2 separate regions of the Callithrix jacchus genome follow, and region 1 is linked to region 2. Evidence: chromatin contacts called from public Hi-C data. All regions are on one chromosome and are shown on one strand. The core of a region is the stretch at or near the end of the contact, and the rest is flanking DNA. Distances in the headings are between cores, read along the strand shown.

Evidence for each region. Hi-C and Micro-C count contacts between places; a contact is called where the count stands out from the background.
Region 1: a contact with region 2 is called in a Hi-C map of skeletal muscle, with 5 times the contacts expected there. The contact joins the promoter of ZC3HC1 here to the enhancer-like site in region 2. A contact is called at or near these places in 2 of 3 Hi-C or Micro-C datasets (both in skeletal muscle).

The regions. Positions count from the first base shown.
Region 1 is chr11:117,160,060-117,165,231 of calJac240_pri, reverse strand. It overlaps ZC3HC1 (zinc finger C3HC-type containing 1), which reads right to left and starts at 2,340. Exons shown (of 8, transcript XM_078343766.1): 1 at 2,187-2,340. The coding sequence starts at 2,223.
Region 2 is chr11:116,407,915-116,412,646 of calJac240_pri, reverse strand. All of the region lies in intron 3 of LOC144578448 (a long non-coding RNA gene), which reads left to right. Among named protein-coding and RNA genes, the nearest start is that of KLF14, 110 kb to the left of the region's middle. Within about 2 kb of position 1,601, at least 1 of the 16 cell types and tissues checked has an H3K27ac peak or open chromatin away from gene starts, as enhancers often do. A contact at or near this core is called in skeletal muscle, where this site is marked.

The DNA.
Region 1 (5,172 bases), core at 1,091-3,590, 750 kb before region 2:
CAAGTATTAGTTGTTATTTCTTCTTTTCTCAGGCTCTTAGTGTTTTCTTCAGTAAAAAGAAAAGGTTAGATAATCTCAATTGTCCCTTTGAGGGATAACATATTAGGATGCTGAGTTTCCTATACAATTTCTTAGCATGATTTGATTCTTCTTATACCAGGACCACCAGAAATAAGGATTTGATTCTTAAATTTAAACCTTGAAGAATTTTAAATACCTTGGAGTAATACCTTGGAGGAATTCTAGAAGCAGGCAGAAAGTGCAATTCACATGAACTAAAAAAGGATATAGAAAATGTTTCCACTCTGCTAAAGAAGGCTTCTTTGCTTGTAGATTCCAATGAAGACTGTTCCACTTGGGGTGATTCATTAACTGACTGGGATGTGGCAGACATGTCCTTCCTAACGCAAAGTGGCAAAACTATTGGTAAGCCTTTCATAGTATCCCTCTGCTTAAATATTATCCATGTAGGTTCTCTATGCGTCGTATCATAAATCATACCAATACTGGATTTTAAGCTTCCTAAAAATCATTTTACTCATGTCATTCCTCGGCTTATTATTTGCAATGGTTTTATAATACTTAATAAATAAACCCCAAATTTTCAGTCTGGCATTCAGAACTCTACAGTTTAGCCATACCTAACTTCAACCAAGTTCTACCTCGACAGGGCTCCACTCATCCTAGCAAACTATTCTCCTCACTCACTCACTGTTCTCCACAAGCATTTTGCATAACTTTAGTGAACAGAAAATAAGACTCAAGGCTTCAGATACGCATTATACAATTTGAATCTCTTCAGAAATCTGTTAACAGCAGAAAAAACAATTTTGATATTTCTACCTGGAAAGACCTTTGATACCCACTCCTTCCAAAAAAAAAAGTACCAATTAGAAAAATTCAAATAAAGGAAAGATCTTCAGGAGATTTCATGAAAAAAAAAAAACTAGGGAGAAAAAAGTCAGCAAAGCAATTATCTCATTTTCAGTGGAAGGCATTTCAGCAGTGCCTGGGGAAGTGCTGAAAGACCAGCATTATTTTAATAAAAATAGGATTACATCAACTATCATAGCTCCAAAGACATAAATTCTAGCCGGGCGCGGTGGCTCACGCCTATAATCCCAGAATTTTGTGAGGCCAACAAGGGCGGATCACCTCAGGTCAGGAATTGGAGAGGTCAGCCTGACCAACATGGTGAAATCCTGTCTCTACTAAATATACATAATTACCCAGGCATGGTGGCACATGCCTGTAATCCCAGCTACTCGGGAGGCTGAGGCTGGAGAATCCCTTGAACCTGGGAGGCAGAGGTTGTGGTGAGCCGAGATTGCGCCATTACACTCCAGCCTAGTAAACATGAGTGAAACTCCATCTCAAGAAAAAAAAAAAGAAATTCTTTCTAAGACTCTCAGAGAATCAGAGAGCCTCAAGGGGGTGTGGTTCTTAGGGGGAAAAAAATTACAGCATCCATAAACTTGGATGGGTAAAAATGACACTTATTTCTCTCTAAATGACAAGATTTAGCATTTTCTTCAATTGTGAACGAAAGTAAAAATACCATATTAGTATTAGCAGTACCAGTTAATTTGTCACCAATGGAAATAATGTTCCCAACATTATGGTGGTTGCACATTTTCAAATAGCTTTGTGCTCAACACTACTTCAAAATTATGGTTGACTAGACATACTACTAGATATTATGAACTCTTTAATATGTTACTGCAATAACTTTTTTCTTTTACTATCTTGATAATAACATTCCAATCTAACTGGTTTCCTTTACAGTCCTATGTAATTTACTTTAAGCATTTACAAAAATTCTGAGTTCATAAACTTCTCCAGACAGCCAAAGAGGTCCACGGCACAAGAAAAAGGTTAAGAATCCCCAAGTAAAAGAAGTCAGGCGCACTCATTCAGTTAACGGTCCTCGTTTTTTCCTTCCAAAAATAATGTCCGATGACAAAATTTCGGTTATGATTATGAATCCAGTACATCCCGAGGGGAAGATCAAAGCCAATCAAACATAGTAATCCCAGTATCTTTCAGATCCTGAGAAGCCAGCCTCCACTGCCCGAGTCGCCGACCGAGGGGGACCTTCCCTACCCGCTACCCCCTCTCCAGGCCTGTGTTTCCCAAGCCTTCTCCACTTTTCCAACGCTGGACCCAGGGTTAACTCATTAACTCACGCGTCCACGCCTCCCTCTTCCGGGGCGATCCCCTCATCTATCAGCTGCCGGATTTTCTGGGGGGTTCCTTCTGGGGAGCGAACTACTGCACCCCAATTCTTTTCAACCCCCATGGCAAACGCTAATCCCTCACTGGGCGCCGCCATCTTGGTCCGCTGCCGAGTTGCTTCCCCGAGGGTTTGAAGGCTCCGGAACTTCCGTCCTGGGCGGCTAATATCCGCCTCTGGAGGCTGCGCGGCGGGGGAAGTGTAATCGCCGGACCCCCGCCTCCCTGACCGCGTTGGAATCTTAGAGCTACCTTGTTTAAGGAGGGCTGTAGGGTTTAGGACACTCTTAATTAGTCGTTTCCTTTATCAACTAGCGTATCTAGGTTAAGACATATTTAGAACGCTGTCTCTCCAAATTCAGCAGGGATGAGGGGCCCAACTTAGTTTTCAAGTAATACTAACTTAAACTAGTTGCATTTTTTTTTACAGGCAAGGAAACGGTAATTGAGAGCAAATAATTTAGAATCCTTATTGGAAACTGTGTTATGGGTGGATTTAGAAGTCTGTGGCATTTGACACTATTGACCTTCCTTCCTTTGTCCAACAAATGTTTATTGAAAGTGTCTTTTCTTCTTTCTTTTTGGCAGAGTTTCGCTCTTGTCTCCTTTCGCCCAGGCTGGGGTGCAGTGGCACGATCTCCTTGGTTCACTGCAACCTCCCCCTCCCGGGTTCAAATGATTCTCCTACCTCGGCCTCCCAAGTAGCTGGGATTACAAGCACGTGCCACCACGCCCAGCAATCTTTTTTTGTATTTTTAGTAGAGACGGTATTTCACCATGTTGGCCAGGCTGGTCTCAAACTCCTGACCTCAGGTGATCCGCTTCCTCAGCCCCCCAAAGTGCTAGGATTACAGGCATACGTCACTGTGCCCAACCAAAAGTGTCCTATTGATTATAGGCACTGGCAATGACAGTAGTGAGCAAAGGAGCTGTAGGTCTTGGTGGAGTTAGATATCAAATACATTTTCCTATTGTTTCAAAATTATGATTACAAGTGCTCCAAGGATGCACCAACATTGTAATAGGAGAACCTAATTTAGTTTGCACATTCTCCTGAGACAGTGAGGTGCTGGAACTGAGATGGATGAGATTATAGGGAAGAAATCTGTACAGAATCCTCCTGTTAAAACATGTGCGCCCTGAATGGAAAGACCCCCCAAACAGGCTTTGTGTGAGCAACATGGCTGTTTATTCACCTGGGGCTGAGTCCAAAAAGGGAGTCAGAAAAGGGCAGTGGGATCGGAGTTGGTTTTATACGTTTGGGGTGGGCAGTAGAAAGTTATAGTTTAGGGCGTTTTTTTGCAAGCTGAGAAGTGGTCGTAGGTTTGCAACCTGGGAGGGGTCATAGGGTGTGGAGTCAGGAGGTTGACCAAGGTCAGTTACAAATTCCAATGGCCTTATCAATTAGGGCGGGAATAAGGAACAATAGAGAATGTCTCAAAGTTAAGTAGGCCCCACAGGGGTTGATCATTTCTTCCTCTTTTCATGGTCTTCCAGTTTAGATTTTCCAGGAACTCATCCTCTGAGACCAAGTTTTGCTCTTGTTGTCCAGACTAGAGTGCAATGGTGCGATCTTGGCTCACTGCAACCTCCGCCTCTCAGGCTCAAGCAATTCTGCTGCCTCAGCCTTCCGAGTAGCTGGGATTACACGTGTGTGCCCCCATGTCCAGGTAATTTTTGTATTTTAGTAGAGACGGGTTATTGTTCTCTTGGCCAGGCTACTCTCGAACTCCTGACCTCAGGTGATCCGCCCGCCTAGGCCTCCCAAAGTGGTGGGATTACAGGCATAAGCCACTGTGCCTGGGCTTGAGTTGTTATTTAATGTGTTACAGAGGCACATTAATTACTATATCACAGCTGGGTGCGGTGGCTCACTCCTGTAATGCCAGCACTTTGGAAGGCTGAGGTGTGCAGATTTTCTTGAGCTCAGGAGTTTGAGACCAGCTTGGACAACACGACGAAACCCTGTCTCAATAAAAATCACAGAAATTAGGGAGGCTGAGGCAGGAGAATTGCTTGAACCCAGAAGGTGGAGGTTGCGGTAAGCCGAGATTGTGCCATTGCACTCCAGTCTGGGTAACAACAGCGAAACTCCGTCTCAAAAAAAAAAAAAAAAAATCACAGAAATTAACGAGTTGTCGTGGCTACAAGCTGAGGCGGCTGAGGTGGGAGCATAACCTGAGCCCAGGAGGTTGAGGCTGCAGTCAACCGTGATTGCTGCGCTGCACTCCAGCCTAGACAAGAGACCCTGACTCAAAAAAAAATTTACTAGATTACAAATTTAATTATTTTAATATTTTGATATCTATATTTCAATATAATTCATTTCCTTTGTAATCCTACACATTTTATTTTATGCATTAAAAACATTATTCTTGAGGCTGGGCACGGTGTCTCACGCCTGTAATTCCAGCACTTTGGGAGGCTGAGGCAGGTGGATCACAAGGTCAGGAATTCAAGACCAGCCTGGCCAACATGGCGAAACCCTGTCTCTACTAAAAATACAAAAATTAGCTGGGTGTGGTGGTGTGCGCCTGTAGTCCCAGCTACTTGGGAGGCTGAGGCAGGAGAATTGCTTGAACCCAGAGGCGGAGGTTGCAGTGAGCCGAGATTGTGCCACTGCACTCCAGCCTGGCACCTGGCAACAGAGCGAGACTCTGTCTCAAAAGAAACAAAACAAAACAAAAAATAGCCAGGTATAGTGGGGGGCGCCTATAATCCCAGCTACTTGGGAGGCTGAGGCAGGGAATTGCTTGAACCTGGTAGGCACAGGAGGCAGTGAGTCAAGATGGCGCCACTGCACTCCAGCCTGGGCGACGCAGTGACACTCCGAGTCTCAAAGCAAAAACAAAACATTATTCTGAAAAAGTGTCCATAGGCTCCACCAGGTCGATAGAAGCTAAAAAAAAAAAACAAAAAACAGGGTTTTTTTTTTTTTTT
Region 2 (4,732 bases), core at 352-2,851:
TCTTTTCACCTATTTCCACATCCTTTTTTCTGTGTAAATTCCCTCTCTAGACTGGGTGCGGTGGCTCATGCCTGTAATCATCCCAGCACTTTTGGAGGCTGAGGCAGGTGGATCACCTGAGGTCATGAGTTCGAGACCAGCCTGGCCAACATGGCGAAACCCCATCTCTGCTAAAAATACAAAAATTAGCCAGGTGTGGTGGCACATGCCTGTAGTCCCAGTAACTTGGGAGGCTGAGGCAGGAGAATCGTTTGAACCTGGGAGGCAGCAGTTGCAGTGAGCCAAGATCGTGCCAGTGCACTCCAGCCTGGGCGACAGTGCAAAACTCCATCTCAAGAGAAATAAATAAATACATAAATTCCCTCTCTAGATTATCTAATCTAATGACTAAATATCACTTGACTTAAATATCATTTACATGCTAACGACTCCCAAATGTAGACATTTTCAGTTCTGGGTGTTCCCTTGAGAAATGGGGTTGTTTGTCTAGTAGTTCATTTAACACCCACACGTGGATGTCTAATGGATATGAAAGCTAAGACAGCAAAAGTGAACTTCATTCCCTCTCTTCAAGCCTGTTCTCATTTGCCCCCATTTCAGTAAACAGCCGCATCAAATAGGTGCTCAACTGAAAAACGTAGGGTCTTCTGGGATCCCTTGATTGCCTTCAGCCAGGTGCACCTGCTAAACACATTCCCCAAATGTTACTTCTATTTTGCCTGCTGCCGCTGCAGTTCAAGGCACCATCATCTCTCACCAGTACCTGCTTTCTAAGTGGGCTCCATGGTTCCATGCTTGGCCTTGCCAACACATCCTCCACATGGCAGCAAGAATCACCCCCCTTTAAAATGTGGTCTGTATCACATCATCCTCCGAACTAAACCCATCATGGCTGCCTAGGAGGAAACTCCAAATTCTTGACCACAGGCTGCAGTGTGTACATGCTTTTGTCCCTGCCAACCTCTCTGATCACTTTTTTTTTTTTTGAGACGGAGTTTTGCTCTTGTTACCCAGGCTGGAGTGCAATGGCGCGATCTCGGCTCACTGCAACCTCTGCCTCCTGGGTTCAGACAATTCTCCTGCCTTAGCCTCCTGAGTAGCTGGGATTACAGGCACGAGCCTCCATGCCCAGCTAATTTCTTGTATTTTTAGTAGAGATGGTGTTTCACCATGTTGACCAGGATGGTCTCAATCTCTTGACCTTGTGATCCACCCGCCTCGGCCTCCCAAAGTGCTGGGATTACAGGCGTGAGCCACCGCATCTGGCCCTCTGATCACATTTTTTATTGTTCTCTTCTTTTCTGATTACATTCTTCACTGGTATTCTTTATGTTGCTTAAAATTCCTTCCCACTGCAGGGTTATAGTATTCAGCAGTTTCTTCTGGCGGGAATGCTCTTTCTTCACTTCTTTCCATGATTAACTCTTTTTTTCATTAACCAGATCTCCTCTTAAATGTTGCCTGCCTTCCCTGAACCCACCCCTTCCTTTCCATTCTCTTTACCATCAGGAAAGGCAGGGTCATGCTATAGCAACAGATTGCAGTGGCTTAAAACAACAAAAGTTTACTTCTTGCTCACTGTACATTGCAGGTTGCAGGTTGGCTGAGGACCCCAGTCCATGCTGTCCTCACTCTGAGCTGAGGGAGCAGCTGCTGTGCCTGGAACAATGCCAGTCACCACGTTGGGGAAAGAAGGCTCTGGAGGGTGCTGCAAAGGCAACCAAACTCTTGGCCTGGAAATAACTCCTTCCCTTCCCTTCTCTTTGCTTCCCTCTTCCCTTCCCTCTTCCCTTTTCCTTTTCCTTCCCTTCCCTTCCCTTTCCTTTTTCCTTTCCTTTTTTTTTTCTTTTTTGGAGACAGAGTCTAGCTCTGTCATCCAGACTGGAGTGCAGTGGAGCGATCTCAGCTCAGTGCAACCTCTGCCTCTGGGTTCAAGAAATTCTCCTGTCTTAACCTCCAGAGTAGCTGGGATTACAGGTGCCTGCCAACATGCCTGGCTAATTTTTATATTTTTAGTAGCAAGGGGGTTTCGCCATGTTGGCCAGGCTGGTTTCCAACTCCCAGCCTCAAATGATCCACCTGCCTCGGCCTCCCAAAGTACTGAGATTACAGGCGTGAGCCTCCATGTACAGCCAACATGCATCACCTCTGATCACAAGTTATTGGCCAGACTGTACATGGCCCTACCCAATCACAGAGAGCCACAAAAAATAATCATATAGATGCCCAGAAGACAATCAGCTCTAACAGCTATCACACATTTTACACTTAAAAAAAATTTTTTTTTGGAGAAAGGGTCTTGCTTGGTCACCCAGGCAGGAGTGCAGTGGTGCTATCTTGGCTAAATGCAGCCTGGACCTCCTGGGTTCAAGCGATTCTTATGTCTCAGCTTCCCAAGTAGCTGGGACTACAGGCATGTGTCACTACATCCCGCTAAGTTTTGTATTTTTTGTAGAGACAGGGTTTTGCCATGGTGGCCATGCTGGTCTTGAACTCCTGGGCTCAAGTGATCTGCCCACCTTGGCCTCCCAAAGGGTTGGGATTACAGGTGTGAACCACTGCACCTGGCCCTCGATCACACTTCTTATATCATTCTGTCTATGCAATGTTTTCTACTTTGAAAGATAAATTCTGCATAACCACCACCCAGGTTAATAAATAAAATAATTCCAAGGTCTTAGAGGCCTCTCCTTTATAGCTCTCCCTCTCCCAGGGAGCTCACCACCATCCTAACTTTGCGGTTAATAAGAACAATGCTTTTAGGTACAGTTTTACGCCAAACCACATATTTTTGTTTAGTTTTAGCTATTTTGAACTTACTAAGTGGCAGTATTTTAAATTGTTTCTTTCAATAAGTGAAGTGTTTAAAAGGTTTATCTTTATTGATGAATGTAGCTGTTTTTTAATGTATCTATTTGGCCAGCCATGCACCTGTAATCCCAGCTACTCAGGAGGCTGAGGCAGGAGGATTGCTTGAGCCCAGGAGTTCAAGACCAGCCTAGGCAACACAGTGAGACCCACTCAATCAACTAATCAGTCAGTTATTTTTGATAAATAATACATGTATCAACTTTAATGTTAAGGTATATTTGTACTGTTTTCAGTTTTAGGCTTTGGGAAACATTGCTTCCGTAAATGTTGTAGTACCTATCTCGTGGGAGTGAAGTTGCTGAATCGTAGGTTACATGCAAGTTCATCTACACTAGATCATGTGAAATTGTTTTCAAAAGTGATTTAAGGCCGGGCGCGGTGGCTCACGCCTGTAATCCCAGCACTTTGGGAGGCCGAGGTGGGTGGATCACGAGGTCAAGAGATTGAGACCGTCCTGGTCAACATAGTGAAACCCCGTCTCTACTAAAAATACAAAAAATTAGCTGGGCACGGTGGCGCATGCCTGTAATCCCAGCTACTCAGGAGGCTGAGGCAGGAGAATTGCCTGAACCCAGCAGGCAGAGGTTGCAGTGAGCTGAGATTAAAAAAAAAAAAAGTGATTTAAAATGTGCTCCCGATGCCATCAGTTCCAGCCGCTGCATGTCTTTACCAATGGTTGGTATCGTTGTACTTTTTAATTTTTGCCAATCTGGTGAGTGTATGATGGTCTCATTCTGTTTTTGCTTTGATAACTAATGAAGCTGACCACCATTACACATGTGTTTTGTTTATTTATTTAGCTGGGGTATTCAGTTTACTACTGTCCCAGCATAGCTGTTCACGTGGTCACCTTTCATTCTCTAACATGTCTCGGTTTAGAGACACGGCACCCTATCCTTAGTGGGGTCCCTCCACTGACATGGAAATTTCCTTCTTGTTTAGGATGATGTGGTCAGGCATTTCTGAGGAAAGAAAAAAAAAATGGGATAGATACATAGGACTGAGTGAAAAACAGATGAGAGGGAAACCAAAGTCATTAACTGTGACTACTCAGTCTGACTCAGGATGACCATTTCCAAAATAATGTGTGATGGAGCCTTCGAATGGGTGCAGAGCAGATGGGTCTGAGCAGCATAATCCAGCAGTCAAAGTGAAAGAATTTGTTTACTGGTTTCTCAGACATGACTCAAGGCACGATCATGATTTGAGAGTTGGTCACAGTGTCTGCTGCAGCCACTCACTTCCCTTTCAATCTGTAACAAATCTCTCAAAAACTGACATCTGAAACCAATAGTGTGTTTCTTACCTTGAGATCATTCTGTGAAGTTTCTTAGTCTATTTTTAAAAATGTTTTTGTTATAGTTTATTTTCCAAGTAATACTGATTAAAGATATTTATACACCTACTTCTAGGTTCACAGTTGAGCATTCTTATTTGAATGGCTTTGAAAGTTATAGCACAGGGTCTTTACATTAAGGATCAGGGGGAAAGACTCCATTCAGAACGAAGCCTGATAATGATAGACATGTTTTTTTTCTGTACGTTATTTTAAATACATTAATTTTTAAATGATGCTCATCTTTTTTTCTTTTCCTCCTGGTGGTAAAATACTAGTGCAACTTTTCATCAAAATAAAGTTTACCAGAGAAATGTAAATGTATTTTTCCCAATCGAAAATGGGCCTTCAGCTGCCACTAAATAAAATTTCTCAACCTAACTTAAGTGAAAAAGAACTGGTGGTTGTCATTATAAGCAAAAATATAAAGTATCCTAGCATCGTCTACATTGTTCCTTAAAACAAACTCTGAAAGAAGCAGAGATGCTTTATAGAAGTTTAGTTGGTTTTGAAAAGGCACATGGG